Linked DNA regions of Sus scrofa: region 2 is linked to region 1. A link is a contact called in public HiChIP or PLAC-seq data. All regions are on one chromosome and are shown on one strand. Each heading gives the region's core, a stretch centred on a gene start, on an enhancer-like site or on the middle of the called end of the contact. The rest is flanking DNA. Distances are from core to core; before and after follow the strand shown. Region 1 holds the start of CABYR (calcium binding tyrosine phosphorylation regulated). Region 2 holds the start of IMPACT (protein IMPACT).

Region 1 (6,970 bases), core at 1,762-4,261:
TTATACATGTCAGATATATTTTTCTATTAGATTTTGCTTATGATGAGATAAATCTCCAATGTATATTTTATGTCCTCAGAACACATAATTTGACACACTTTTAAGGCATGGTCTAGTAATAATGTAATATGTGCCTTTGTGGTATTTAAGATTTTACTTTTATCGAGTTAGGTATCTTTTGGATTTTAGCACATGATAGCTAGGTATTTGAAGAATTATTACTTTCAAATGTCCTAGAAAATTAGAATCTTTATTGTCTCGTATGAAGTCAATTAGAATTTGTACTTTTATATTTCTGCCAACTAAAATTGAAGGGCCACACATACATGATGGTTAAAGTACATATTTAAAATACACACATGTGTGTATACATCTATTCCTTTGCTGTGTATACTTTCCTAGTTGGTTGCTGCTTTAAGCAAATTGTGGTGGCAAGTATTCAAATATGGCTCCTTACCCATGAAGGTGTATGTTTGCACAGTCGTGATGTACTGTTTGGTTTTCCTTCCTTCCTTCTTCCCCTTCTGTTTCTCTTTCTTTCTACCTCTCTTTTTCTTTCTTTCTTTCTTTTTTTTTTTTTTTTTTTTTTTTTTTGGATGCTGTTGGTATATTTTGTAGAAAAAAAACTTTTGAGCTTCAGATCATCCCAAGAAGATACATAGTAGAGGGAGAGGACTTGAAGGTAGGAAGAGGAAACACAGAGAAAAGGACCGCGTTTGGGGCTGTGGGGTGGGGGAGCAAGAGGAGGGAAAGTTGGTCCAGAGAAGATGCGCCCCTTCAGTGGAAGTGAGCAAAAATCACCCAATTAGCTGTCTTATGAAAACTAGCAAGGGGCTGAGCTCTAGCTCCTAGATGACCAGGGTATTTAATAGAAACCACACTTGTATTTTAGATAAACGCTGAATTTCTCATTTCCCCTCCCATAGGCTAGTGGGTCTTAAATTTTCGTTGTACACATTAGCCCTACTCTGAGATTCTGTTTGAATGGGTTCTAGGTAGGGCATAGGAAGACATTTTTAGCAGGCTCCCAGGATAATTCTGAGGCAGGTAGTCTGCATTAGAAAGGCTTTGCCCTTAGGTTATCATCTTTGGGTAAGTATTTAGTAAATCTGAGAGAAGAGCCAAACATACAGTAAAGGTATGCTTGGTTGTAGAGTGCAAATTATGGGGCCACTGAATAAAATGCTTCTAACCCACTGGTTTTCTACAGTAGGAGATTCCTGAGCTGAGTTTTAAAGGAGGAGAAGGATGTCTCAGGCTTTGGACCTGGTGAGCAAAGGCACAGAGGTGACTAACAGCATATATGTTCAGATCTGGTCTCAATAGAGTCAATGGAAACCAAGTGGTAAAATGAGACTAAGTTACACAGAGGTTACACCAAGAATGTTGCATTTCCGTAGATTTAAGGATTTGCAGGGTGAGGGCAAGGAGTAATGTACAAAGTAGATTGACATTTTAGATAGATGCCCAGTGACTGAAAGAGATGGAACACAAGGACCGGAAGATTGTAAAAACCACTTCAAATCATGAGTTGTAGAAATCAAAGCAGCAAATAATGGTTTGAAAAATTTTGTTGTTAAAATGTTTTCAGTATAACAATTTGCATTTCATAGGGACTTGGACAAAACAGTCATTGCAGAAATGTGGAAGGAGTATAAGTTTGCCTTCTAAGTTACAGATAATTCAGCACAGTACCAAACATAATTTGGTGTTCAAGACCCAAGAAGGTTGGTTAGGCGACACAAGCGTACCCGTCTCTCATTCCAAAAGTCACCATCAGTGGGGCCTCTAAGGTTTGTACTTGGGCTTCTTAATATCTGTTTCTCTACACTTTAAGTATAAACCAAACCACCAAAAATCATGACAACCTCATTTCTCTTTTATTTACACTAGCAAAGTGGGGCTGGGAGAAATAAGGACCCCCAAAAATGTACCATCTGCAGCTCTATCACAAAGTCTAAAAGAGCATTTCTACTTTTCAAAGGTAATCTTTATGGGAAAGCGGGCTTGATAAAAAGCACTCAATAATGACGAATTACTATTCTCAGAAGGTGCTGTGTGCCACATACAGATGTAGGCTGGGGCCTTAGCACTGCCACTTACTGCCAAGTGTGCTGGAAGTCTTAATTTTTTCTACAGGAAGAAAAAAACGGCTTTGTCAGTTTTTAGCGGTTGACTTAGACTGATTTTTGTTGCTTTTTAAACATGAGAAAATGGGTTACAATGAAGGCTGCTTGGAATCTCATAATTGTGACTGTGATGTTATTTAATGCCCAACGCAAATAAGAACCTGGATGGGCATAAAAGCAGAGAGGGGATATATTTTAAATGAGTTGGCATTCCTCTATTTTGGCAAAACGGAACTGAAGTTACATCGTCCTCTTGTAACCTGCTGCTGACAGTCTGGTTTAGGGAGGTACTTGTGCCTGGTGTATTGCAAGATTCGGAATTATGGAGAGAAACCTCAGGATCAATGCCAAGTTCTCTTTTGATAGACGAGTTTCTCAAGAGGAAAAGCGCTGTGTTGTATAATATCTTTGTGTCAGTTTTATGTACATCGTGGCAGAAATACTCCTCTAGGGTGACTGGAGAACAACAGATTATTGGAAGAAGAGTAGTGTGAAAAGGAGAGGTGGCAGCAAGATAGAATTACTGTAAACCTATTTCCTTCCAAGCCAGCTCTTACTTTAGATTGAGAGATCCAAAGCAGAGGCGCCGTCTCCTTGACCAACCCTGACTCCTGGCCGTTTGTAAATGCCAGTTTACCACGTCATTTTGTATTCTATTGGAAAAGGGGAAGAACGCCTCCCGGTTCCTCGGAGTTCCGGCCTTTGTCCTTTTCGGCTCACCATTGGCTGAGACCGTTGAGCCCACCCCCACCCCCACCCCTTCCGCTGCTGTCCGGGCCTTCAAGCACGAGGGCGGGACTTTGTGACGTAGGCCTGACGTCTCCAGGGGTATATAAGACCCTGCGGGAGCGCGGACTCCTACAGGAGCCGCCGGCAAGGGGGCTGCGAGGAAGCTCATTAGAGCGTAGCCGGAAAGGAGAAGGTGCGGCGAGTCTGGCTCAAAGGCACCTGCCTTTCTCCCCGCTTCCCAGCGGCAGTTAGGAGTTCGCGGTGTCTCTCGCGGTGGGGTTTGCGGGCGGTTCCTCAAGTGTCGGGACAGCGTAGGGCTCCGGAGTGGAAGGCCTGCGGGCTGAGGAGGGCCCACACCAGCCAGTGAGGCACCAGCAGGCCAGTACCCGTGTGGTGGACTCGGGGTCCGGGCCGGCAGGTCAGCCACCGCCACCGCTGAACTAGGCGACGTGGAATCCGGACGCCCGCTGTCCCACGTCTTACCGCCCTCTCCATTAAGCCACCCAAACGGCAAAACCATCACAGACCCCAGCCTAGGTCTTTAGGGAGTCAGTAGTGGGTACCATTTTCATTTTCTGTGATTCCGAAGCTACCACTCTTGCATCCTCAGCCAAAGGCACCGTTTTCCTGCTCAGGCGTTCCCCCTATGTTATGGGTTAGCGGAAGTTCTCATTTTGATGTGGAGGGTGGAGATTGTAAAATTTGTTTTTGACAAACATTGCTTAAAGGTGAAGTTTGAGGAGAATAAGTAAGGTGTAAGCGTCTGTATTTGTGCCTTTACCCTTTGATTACTTACAATTGGTGTTAGAGTATTTCTCATCTTCTTCAGGACAGTTCTTTGTACGGGACTGCTTTGTAGGATGCTCAGCATCCCTGATCCTAGGGCGCTTAACAGCCCCGAACATTCACAACATCTGGGAAGGGGTGGGAGTGCAGCATATTTAGGATCATTGAGTGGGTGCTCTCCCCAAGATTGGCAGCACCAACTGCTGACTGACTACAGAGAGTGTGTTTTGTTAGCTCCATCATGGTTACTGGTAAGCCACTTTCAAAACATGACCTATCAACTCACACTGGGTGCAAGGATGTAATTTAAAAATATATATGTGTGTGTGTATAAATGTAAATGAAATGTATGTGCATCATCCATTTAATTACCACCTATGTCCCTTAACGTTTAGCATATGGTCCTGCCAGAGCTGCACTACAGGTTTTTTAAAGATGGTTTAATTCAGTAAAGCTCCCATTAAATGATACTCTGATAGTAAGTTTTCATTAGATTGAATAAGATACCCTTAATTATATTCTCAAAGGTTTTGCTTTGGCTAATATTGATCATTTTTTCCCCCTGATCTTTGGGAAGATGAAATATGCTTTTAAATATTCAACATTTTGCTGTGACACATTAGTTACTCTTTCTTAGAGGTTTGTCCCTTGTATAATTGCTGTAACTAAACTGTGCCATTTAGCCCCATGAAACTCATTACTCTCTTTACTACAGAGATATTGTTGAGGACGTGGTTCATTATACCACACTATTCTCCTCTTTATGAAGACCCAGAGGAGAAATTTCTCCTGGGTCTTAGTACCCAGAATATCTGTGATTCTCCCAAGCAACTGATTTGTTTTTTATCTCAAGAAACCTGAATTGGAGCTCTCTTGTGCATCTGGATAAGGATCTGGCATTGTCACTGCAGCAGCTTGGGTTGCTGCTATGGCAGGGGTTCGATCTCCCTGGCCTGGAAACTTCCACATGCCATGAGTGCAGCCACAAAAAAAAAAAAAAAAAAAGAAAGAAAGAAAGAAAGAAACCTGAATCATTTAACCAACTGTTTTCTATTTGATGGCCACTTGGTAACTCAGGAAGCTGATCTGACACTCAATCTCTAGTGTAAGACCTACGGCTCGTATTTGGGATACTAACCTTACCTCTGGTTTCATCCTATTTTTCCTACAATAATTTTCCTCTCAACTACTGAACAGATAGCCTTAATATTTAATTTTGTTCTTATGTGTATTTATAAACCACCTTAAATAATTTTTTAGAATGAAAAAGAATACACTGACACAGTTTAGGGTGACAACATCTGCAACTCAGAATTACAAGTAAGACTATGCAATACCCATGTTACTACTTAACATCCAGGAAGGCAAAAGAGGGGGAGGAAAAACTAAAGCAGAGGTTTAGGGATGATCTGAGAAAAGAGGTACATATGGTGGTAGGTAGTACAATACCACGAGTAACTACTCTGCTTAATGTTAAAAACAAAATTAAATTTAAAACTAGGAGTCCCTTGGTGGCACAGCAGGTTAGGAATCCAGTGTTGTTGCTGCTGTGTCACAGGTTTGACCCCAGGCCTGGGAATTTCTGCATGCGGCAGGTGAGGCCTCCCCCAAATTTTACGCTAAAATATGTACACTTAAAGATGATCGCTGTGTCTGGGGATATGTTTGGAAAAGAGAAAAAAAGATTTTTGGGGGAGAAATTCTACTTTGTACTCTATTAGAATGTACAGAAAAGCTGGTTGCCATGTGGTTTGGAAAGATGTTTCTGAGACATAGATAAATGAGCTTAATTTATCTTTGATTTTTCCTGCACAGAATGTTTACTAAATTTTATAGAAACAGGTTTTGTTTGGTTGGTGTTCTTTGCTTTTAGTACCATTCTGGAGCTCCTGATACAGACTTATTTAGTAGTACTAGATTGCTCATCTGTACATGATAAGTTGTTGGTAGTATGGTTCTTTTTTTAGCTACCATTAAAAATTGGCCAATTTGGAGTTCCCGTCGTGGCTCAGCATTTTACGAATCTGACTAGTATTCATGAGGACGAAGATTTGATCCCTTGCCTTGCCCAGTGGGTTAAGGATCTGGCATTGCTGTGGCTGTGGTGTAGGCTGACAGCTATAGCTCTAATTTGACCCCTAGCCTGGGAACCACCATGTGCCATGGGTGAGGCCCTAAAAAAAAAAAAAAAAAAAAATTAGCCAATTTTACTAGAATAAATACCTAGAGATTAGAACTAAAGCTAGTAATTTTAATGGAAGATGGATTTGTTCTTAAAAACTATAGTTAGTTCATAAAATTGTTAATGAAAAATGAATATACTATTTATAAGACTTTTTTTTTTTTTACAGTTGAGATTACAAACATCTTGCTAGAATGATTTCTTCAAAGCCCAGACTTGTCATACCTTATGGCCTCAAGACTCTGCTTGAGGGAGTTAGCAGAGCCATTCTCAAAACCAATCCACCAAACATCACCCAGTTTGCAGCAGTTTATTTCAAAGAACTTATTGTATTTAGAGAAGGTTTGTTATTGTTTTAGATAATATATTTGTTACTTTGAAAAAGAAAGCTTTTTAAATTGGCAATTTTATGTATCTGATTTCCTGTATTTATTTCTTCAGGAAATAATTCTCTGGATATAAAAGATCTGGTTAAACAATTTCATCAGACTAAAGGTAAGTACCATAGTTTAATAAAAATAATATATAGTAATAGTTTAATAAAGATCTAATTATAAATTATTGCATCATTCCTAGCATAAGTTCAAACTTGAGTGATCTCATATAATTTCTGCTTAAATAATTTGTACTGATGTTTAAGTAATCACATTGATGCTTTATTATTGAATCAGTTTTTTTTTTTTTTTAATCTGAGAACTGACATTTTGGAGGATTCAAAATCTTAAAAAAGACAAAAAATAGGAAACATGCCTTTTGCAAACGATTTCATAAAATAAGACCTAGAACAGTGTGTATAAACTACTATTCAAACCCTTTCCAATATATCCTGAATTTTGTGGTAATAAAGACTCAATAATTTGAGTATTATGAGATGCATTACTTAGGAGAGCTGTATCAACAGTCTTCTTGGAAGATTATTTTAAGAGAAAAGGTCAATCACCCTTTTTTTCTCCCCATGATAGTTTAACTGCAGTCCAGCTTAGAGGACAGGAGATCAATGTTTCTGTTCCAAGTGTGTCTCTATGTAGTGAAGAGCGAGGTTTTTCATTGCAGGTGGTCTCTGGCCTGCCTCTGTGACCTAAGGCTGTATATATGCTTTTAAAAAAGTTGTGTTTTATGTATATATGTGTAAATGTCTCTTATG
Region 2 (6,970 bases), core at 2,605-5,104, 260 kb after region 1:
TTCCACTGAGCCACTATACACTGTGGGAACTCCAAGAATCACTTTAGATAACCAGTGTAGGTCACAGGAAATGGGAAAGAGGAAAAATTGGTTTCATATATACATTTGGAAAACATAAATAAGAGGTCTAGAGTTTTGTTCCCACACAGCAGTTGCTGGGCTTTAGATGGGAGCTCCTTAATGGTAGGAACTATGTCTTACTAATATTGATATTGTAGGTCTAGGGCAGGGCTTCAGTTTAGAAGCTAGTACTTCTAACAAGCTCTCAGGTAATATGATGCTGTTGGCCCACAGACCTCACCTGAATTAGCAAGATCATAAGAGAATATGTAGAAGAGCCCCATTCAAACCAGTTAAGATTTGTGGAGAATTCTTCACAGGCTAAATTCCTCCTCACCCCTGATGTGACAGCCACCTCTGTTGTAGTCAGAAGATATATATACTTCCAGGTTAGGTTTTTTTTCCATTCAAATAACTCATTTCCCCTTGCCTCTAATATCACAGCTGTCAACCCTCTTTTGTCACACTCCTGATGATCTGTTCATTATTCTCTCCATCTATCTACACATTCATTTTGGTACCAAGAAAGAGCTTTGGCCCTTTGTGATCTAATTAACACCCTTTCTCCTTCCAATTATTTGGTTTGGATAGTTTATGTTTCTTAATTTTAAACAAGAAGGTTTAAATTATTTCCTCCCATTCACACTGGGTTCTAAATCCATCCTACATAGACATTTTGGCACAGCCAGTCATCCTATTTCTCTTCTACTTGAGAGTTCTGAGAGATTGGGCCACACATCTCCTTCACGTTGCCTGAACACTTCTGCAGTTATTATCCCAATCCATGTAGCTGTACATCGATTGTTAAACAGATCTATTTTTTTCCCTTCACTCTTACTAGTTTATCTTGTCGCTACACAGTGTCTATGGTGTAAACTAGAAATTTTCACTCTCTTCTAAAGCAGTGGACTTCTTTCTTCAATGAAAGCTTAAATAAAATAGCTTAGGCTGATCTGGCTAGAATAGTGGGAGATAAAATTAGAGAGGTAGCCAGGAACATACTTTTTGAGTGTTAGAATGTTAAAGCATGACCATGAAAGCCATGGGGAGCAAGTGAAGGGTTTCAAGGGAAAAAAGACACATCCAACTTGTGCATTTTGAATGATTCCTCTGGCAGATGTCAGGAGGGTGACTTAAAAGAGGGTTCAGATGGAATCAGAAAGACTAGGAAGGGGACTATGAGGAATGTAAGGGATATGAAGAATCAGAATCATCAGACTCACTGTCTGTATATGAAGGCAGTGAAAGGAGGTGTACAGTATGTCTCCCAGGTTTCAAGCTTAGGCAATTATTGATGCAGTGTTCAGGGGTTACCCATTATGGAAAAGGGATAGATGGGAGGAATAGGTTTAGGAAGAAAGAAATTGAGTTCAGTTTTCAACGTGCTGAATTTGAGGAAGATATCCAGGAACCAACCAACCATTTGGGTAAATGGATGTGGAAATCAGAGGAATCTGGCTGAGAGAACTCCCTCATATCCAGATCTATATTACTACTCAAAGTTCACATTAAGTAGTCTTTTTTCAACAAATTTGTCTATAAAGTCTTGCTTTCTTCTAATAAATTTTGCAAAATATAGGTTGTCTGCCACACAGTTACTTTAGTAATTATTTTTCTACTTCTCTTTCCGAAGTGCTCTTTGTCTAGCCTGAGTTTTGGGCCTTATTCAGAATTCTCTGTATTGACCACATGCTTAAGCACTAGAGACATAGAGAAGCTTCTGTTTTGTGTCCTTTGCCAGAAAGGGTAATTTTCATTTAGAATCTGAGCTCAAAATAAGATTTAAAGGCTCTAGCTATGAAGATATAGTAATTAATAGAAAATCATGGGTAAAATCTGCAGAAGGTAAAATAAACTGGGTTGATGTATGTGGTAAGAAAAGAGATGCTGTGTACAATAAAGTTGGGATATATTATGCTTTGTTTAGAAGATTAAGTTGGGCTGTGCATTGTTTTCTGTTACATTTTAACATGGTAGTTTTCAAATCTGGGTTGAAAGTCTGAGGGGCCACCAGGAGGAAGGGCTGCTAAGTAGTTGGGACTTTAGCCCAACTATTTCAGCCAGAACAACCTAATCTGTTTTACATAAGCTTTCACTGAAGGAAGAATTCTATGGCTTTTTTTTTTTTTTTAAAGGGTGAAAACCACTACTTTATGCAACAGAAGCTGTAAGACGTGAGAAAAAAGCTGTTTAACAACAGATGGACATCAAGGTAGCATTAGGATAACTGCAGAAAGCTTCGGGCAACGTGGAGATGTACAGTAGCCAAACCTCTCAGCACTTCTAAGCTAATTGCTTACCAAGAAGAGAAATCCTGTGGTGGACTGGCTGTTCGTGTACCATGGTGCCTTACTTGGTTGGAAGGAGGGGCTTAAAATGCTTTCTGCTCAAGATAAAAATACCCTGTCCAACCAAAAAATTGAAGGGAGGGAATGTTATAGACATGACAATGGGCTAAAGTCCTCCAGGCCCTCTCTTGGGACCCAAATGAGTGCACATGTGCAGACTTAGGGAGATAATCATGAAGGGATTATGCAAGCCATGTGACAAGAGGAAGTTGACAGCTGTGATGTCAGAAGCAATGAAATGCATGAAGTTACTTAAATGGGCCAGTTTCTCTATCAATATTTTTTTCTCCATCTCAAACAATCTCCTTCCTTCTTCAATTAGCTAACCTCTACCCGTTCTTCTGTAACTCCGTTCAAACATTCTTGGGAACACAAAGCCTGATAAAATTTTAAACAGATGGCCCTTCTCTGTGCTTCTAACAGGACGCAATTCCAGTCGATTTAAATATTGATTTACTTTTGTTCCCCTGTCTTTCTTAAAGGCAATGCATGACATCGAAATCTGCATTTCCAAAGTTTAGCACAATGAGAACCCATTAAATAGCTGTTGAATTAATAAATCCACAAGGCTTATATGAAGATCCCTTCAAAGTAACTTGGGTGGAATTCTTTACAGGTACCGTCCACTTAGAGGAGTATTTTAACAGGTAAATAAAACATGCCCATGATTAAGGAAGTCAGGAGAGAGGAAAGCTGTAATATTTTGAGTCTGTGTGTGTGAAGAAAGTGAGGCAAGAGGGGACAAAATGCCTCTCGAGTAAGACATTAAGTGACTTGATTTAGGAGTCTCAAATAAGGTGACCAATGTTAAGTTCCAACCAATGTACTGGAATTATATGTGTTGGGGGCAGGGTTGAAACGACACAAACTTATTCAAATTTTCTGGATAGTGAAACAATGACCTTTATGTTGACAGGAGTAACTAGTGTTTTGAACAAAAGTTGCTCCCAGACGAAATGTCTAAGAACCCCAAAGAAAATAATCACAACACAACAGCGAGTGGGTAAGCTTTCCTGCCCGCTTTCAGAACTGCCTTCTGTCCCTCTCCTGCTCTACTGCTTTTTGGTAAATCAAAGTGACCCTTGACCAAATCAGACAAAATATCTTAAAACACGTAAAAACAAAACCCAAACCCCCTGCCTTGAAATGCAATGATGAGTCTCGGGCTGTGGACTGCGGAGAACCTGAGTCCCCAGTGTCTCCGCGGGAGTTCCGATGGCGCCGAGGCCGGCAGGGGCGAGAAGCCCCCAGCCCCGGCGAGTTTCAGGAGCAGAGCCGAGAAGGCCTCCTGCCGCTACTCGGGCAGAACAGCTTCGCCACGGCCGGGCCGAAGAGACAAGGACAAGCGGGCGCGAAGCCAGAGTGGGAAGCCCGGGCGCGGGGAGCCCCTCGCCCAACCTGACCAACAACCCGGAAGCAGATGCGGGTCCCACTGCGTGTCGGGGTTGCGGTTCCGGGTCGGGCCGCGCAGCAACCCGCGCTCCGCTTGCAGCCGCAGCGCCCCGCCCCCGCGCTCCGGACCTGGGCAGGTGGTGACCGCCAGGCCGTTCCCGGGGCCACATGGCTGAGGGGGACGCAGGGAGCGACCAGAGGCAGGTGAGGCCCCGGCGGGCGCCGACCTCCAGGCTCATCTCGGCCTTGCCTCGCAGTCCCGAGCCTCCTTCGCCAAGGGGCCCCTGCCCGGGGCCGCCCCGGGTCTCGCCCGCACCGCCAGGGCTGGCGGCCGCGCGGTTCGTTCTGCCGCGTCCCATTTCTGGCGCTTGCTGTCAGCCGATCGCGCTCTGGCCGGCTGCTGCCAGGCGTCGGCAGGCTTGGCCTGCCTGGGATGGTGTTATCGTCAACCATCAGCACGCGACTGAGCAGCTCTGGGCCCAGGAAGCAGAAACCCGAGTTTCTGCTCCCCGCCCTGTCCTCGCCGGGTCACCTTGGGCAGGCCACCTAACCCCGTTTCTGATTTTGCAAAACGGGCAATAATAACACAAACCCTGAGGTCTCCTGAGGACCCCCTGAATCTACTTGTGGCTTTGAGCTTTCCCCAGCGCATGGCTGAAGTGAGAGCTCTTAAAGCTTTTACTACGGGGCTATGAGGATAAAATGAGATGATATGGAGTTGAGTGTATACTTTGCTTCCCATTTTTACGTTTAGATACGTTTATTTTAATTAATTATTTTTATTGATTTATTTAGGGCGGCACTCGCGCACCTGGGGCATATGGAGATTTCCCCGGCTATGGGTCCAAAGGGAACTGTAGATGCTGGCCTACACCACAGCCACAACAAGGCCAGATTGGAGCGGAGTCTGCTTCCACACCACAGCTCAGGACAAGGCCAGCACCTTAACCGACTGAAGGAGGCCAGGGATTGAACCTGCGTCCTGATGGATGCTAGTCAGATTCATTACCCCTGAGCTGTGCTGGGAACTCTTTTTTTTTTTTAAACCCGAAACCAAAAGAGTAATTTCTGAAATGTTTGGGGGGATTTGATTACCAAAAAACCAAAACAACACCCAGCCAAGTGCCCAAATTCAAAACAAAAACAAAGAAGTAGTTCCAGGAGTATAGAACTAATGTAATATGCAGAAATACTACTGGGGAATGGGGAGGTGGCGGTTTCTTCTTAAAAAGAGAAGGTGGAGCAGAGAGGATAGTGTTTATCTTTTCACTTGTGAATCTCATTACCGGGTATGGGAGTGCATGTATATTTTGGCTCAGTAGTGGTCAGAAGCACAGTGATACAGTGCAAGGCTGGTACCCAGAGAGTAGAAGGTGGCTACCAGGTGCTAAGAATGTTTGACATCTTTCAGTCAGGGATCCTTCATCCAAACTAGTGATATTAAATGCAAATGCCTTAAAAAGCAGTAAGAAAAACAGATAAGGTATGTGTGCATTCTTTGACTTTTTCCCCATTGACCTCTTACAGAATGAGGAAATTGAAGCAATGGCAGCTATATATGGCGAAGAATGGTGTGTCATTGATGACTGTGCCAAAATATTTTGTATTAGAATTAGCGACGATATAGATGACCCCAAGTGGACACTTTGCTTGCAGGTATATTCCTCTACAACCATTTTCCAGTTACAGTATTGACTCTACTGTTGTATTCCTCTAATGATTATTCTTGTGTGACTTAATTCTGGATTGTGTTTTTTTGTTGTGGCTTTTGTTGATGACTGGTGATCCAAACATATGGGTAATTAAATCTCAGATCATTCTTAAGTAATACTTTATTGATAGCCTCAATCTTTCCTATCACAATTCTTTTATATATTTAAGCATTCTTAATGTACCATTGTCAGACTTGAGTTTCTCTTCCTTTCATTATGCTGTTCATTTAATAAGAAACCGAGGAAGATGGCTAACATTTAAGAGGAAGAATAGGTTAGTTATTTAGAAGGTTCATAGAGTAGATATGAATTGTTTTTTTGTTAATTGGTATTCCTTTGTGGTGAGGGTAAATAAGTGAAAAAAATCAGCTGTGGCTTTGTTTTAATCCTTATTATTTGATGACAGCCTATTGGAAGTAAAAGATTCCAAATTGAGTTTTTGTCAATATTTGTTTTTATTGATACTGATTTGAAAAGAAACGTGTGTGGTTCTCTATTAAGTGTTAGCTGTTTAATGTATTTAATGTGTTTAGCAGGATTTAAAAAAATTTTTTTTCTTGGCACACATTGTAAATCAACTACACTTTAATACAGCTTGTTTTTTCTAAGAAAAATATTTGGAACATGTTATAATGCCACTCTATTCATATGGGGTTAGAGTATAATGCCCATATTTTAGTTTTTTTTTCCTTTTATCTTTGTCTTCCCCACCCTTATTTTCTGATTTTCATTGCTTTTTTGCGTTCTCTGCAAATAATGATCGCCTTAAAAAAATGGCATCATCTTAACATATGCCAGGTAGAAGCATATGCCAGGTAGAAGCATTAATATGAGGAGGGAATTCTCTTTTGAGATTCAACACAGTGTTGGTTTTGTTTTTTAGTTTGGCAGGTTTGAGCTCTGTCCAGTGACTAACTTTATAAATGTAGTTATTTTTGAGCCATGATGAAGTATAAGCAGATTTGTTTTTAAATTGCTTTGTAGGTGATGCTACCGAATGAATACCCAGGTACAGCTCCACCTATTTATCAACTGAAGTAAGCTATATTTATATATTTATATTTTTTATAAAAATGTCACACTCTTCAGATTGTTTCTCTATGATGTACATTGTGTTTTTGTAGCATACCTTTCTTATCAAAATGTATACAGAAATTAAAAACACCTTTTGGACTTGGTATAGAGCATTGAAATAAAAACAACTAAATGGTATAAGAACACATGGACATGTGCTTAGTATAAAAGAGGATCACAGGGTTGAAGGGTGGAAGTAGCTACAGAATTGTCTTTAGAGTTGGGGAAGGAAATGCTCCTCTCTAGATAACCTAGTAATCTAGAAACCCTGGCCTGTGGAGTTTCTCCTAACATGATTCTGCGAACCTTGCCACTTCCTTTATGTGCCTCTGCCTGAGACTGCCTTCCAGGAATCACCCATGGTGCCTGTGGCGCTGGGCCTGC

The links. HiChIP or PLAC-seq counts read pairs in DNA pulled down with a chosen protein or histone mark.
Region 2: a contact with region 1 is called in an H3K27ac HiChIP or PLAC-seq map of alveolar macrophages. The contact joins the promoter of IMPACT here to the promoter of CABYR in region 1. A contact is called at or near these places in 1 of 5 promoter capture datasets (fetal liver), 2 of 47 Hi-C or Micro-C datasets (heart right ventricle and mesenteric adipose tissue) and 1 of 2 datasets of contacts at active chromatin or transcription factors (alveolar macrophages).

Annotation. Positions count from the first base shown.
Region 1 is chr6:108,968,329-108,975,298 of Sscrofa11.1, forward strand. It overlaps CABYR (calcium binding tyrosine phosphorylation regulated), which reads left to right and starts at 3,012. Exons shown (of 6, transcript NM_001348767.1): 1 at 3,012-3,051; 2 at 5,996-6,168; 3 at 6,268-6,321. The coding sequence starts at 6,021.
Region 2 is chr6:109,231,736-109,238,705 of Sscrofa11.1, forward strand. It overlaps IMPACT (protein IMPACT), which reads left to right and starts at 3,855. Exons shown (of 11, transcript XM_005665327.3): 1 at 3,855-4,004; 2 at 5,328-5,456; 3 at 6,497-6,549. The coding sequence starts at 3,969. All of the region lies in intron 1 of OSBPL1A (oxysterol-binding protein-related protein 1), which reads right to left.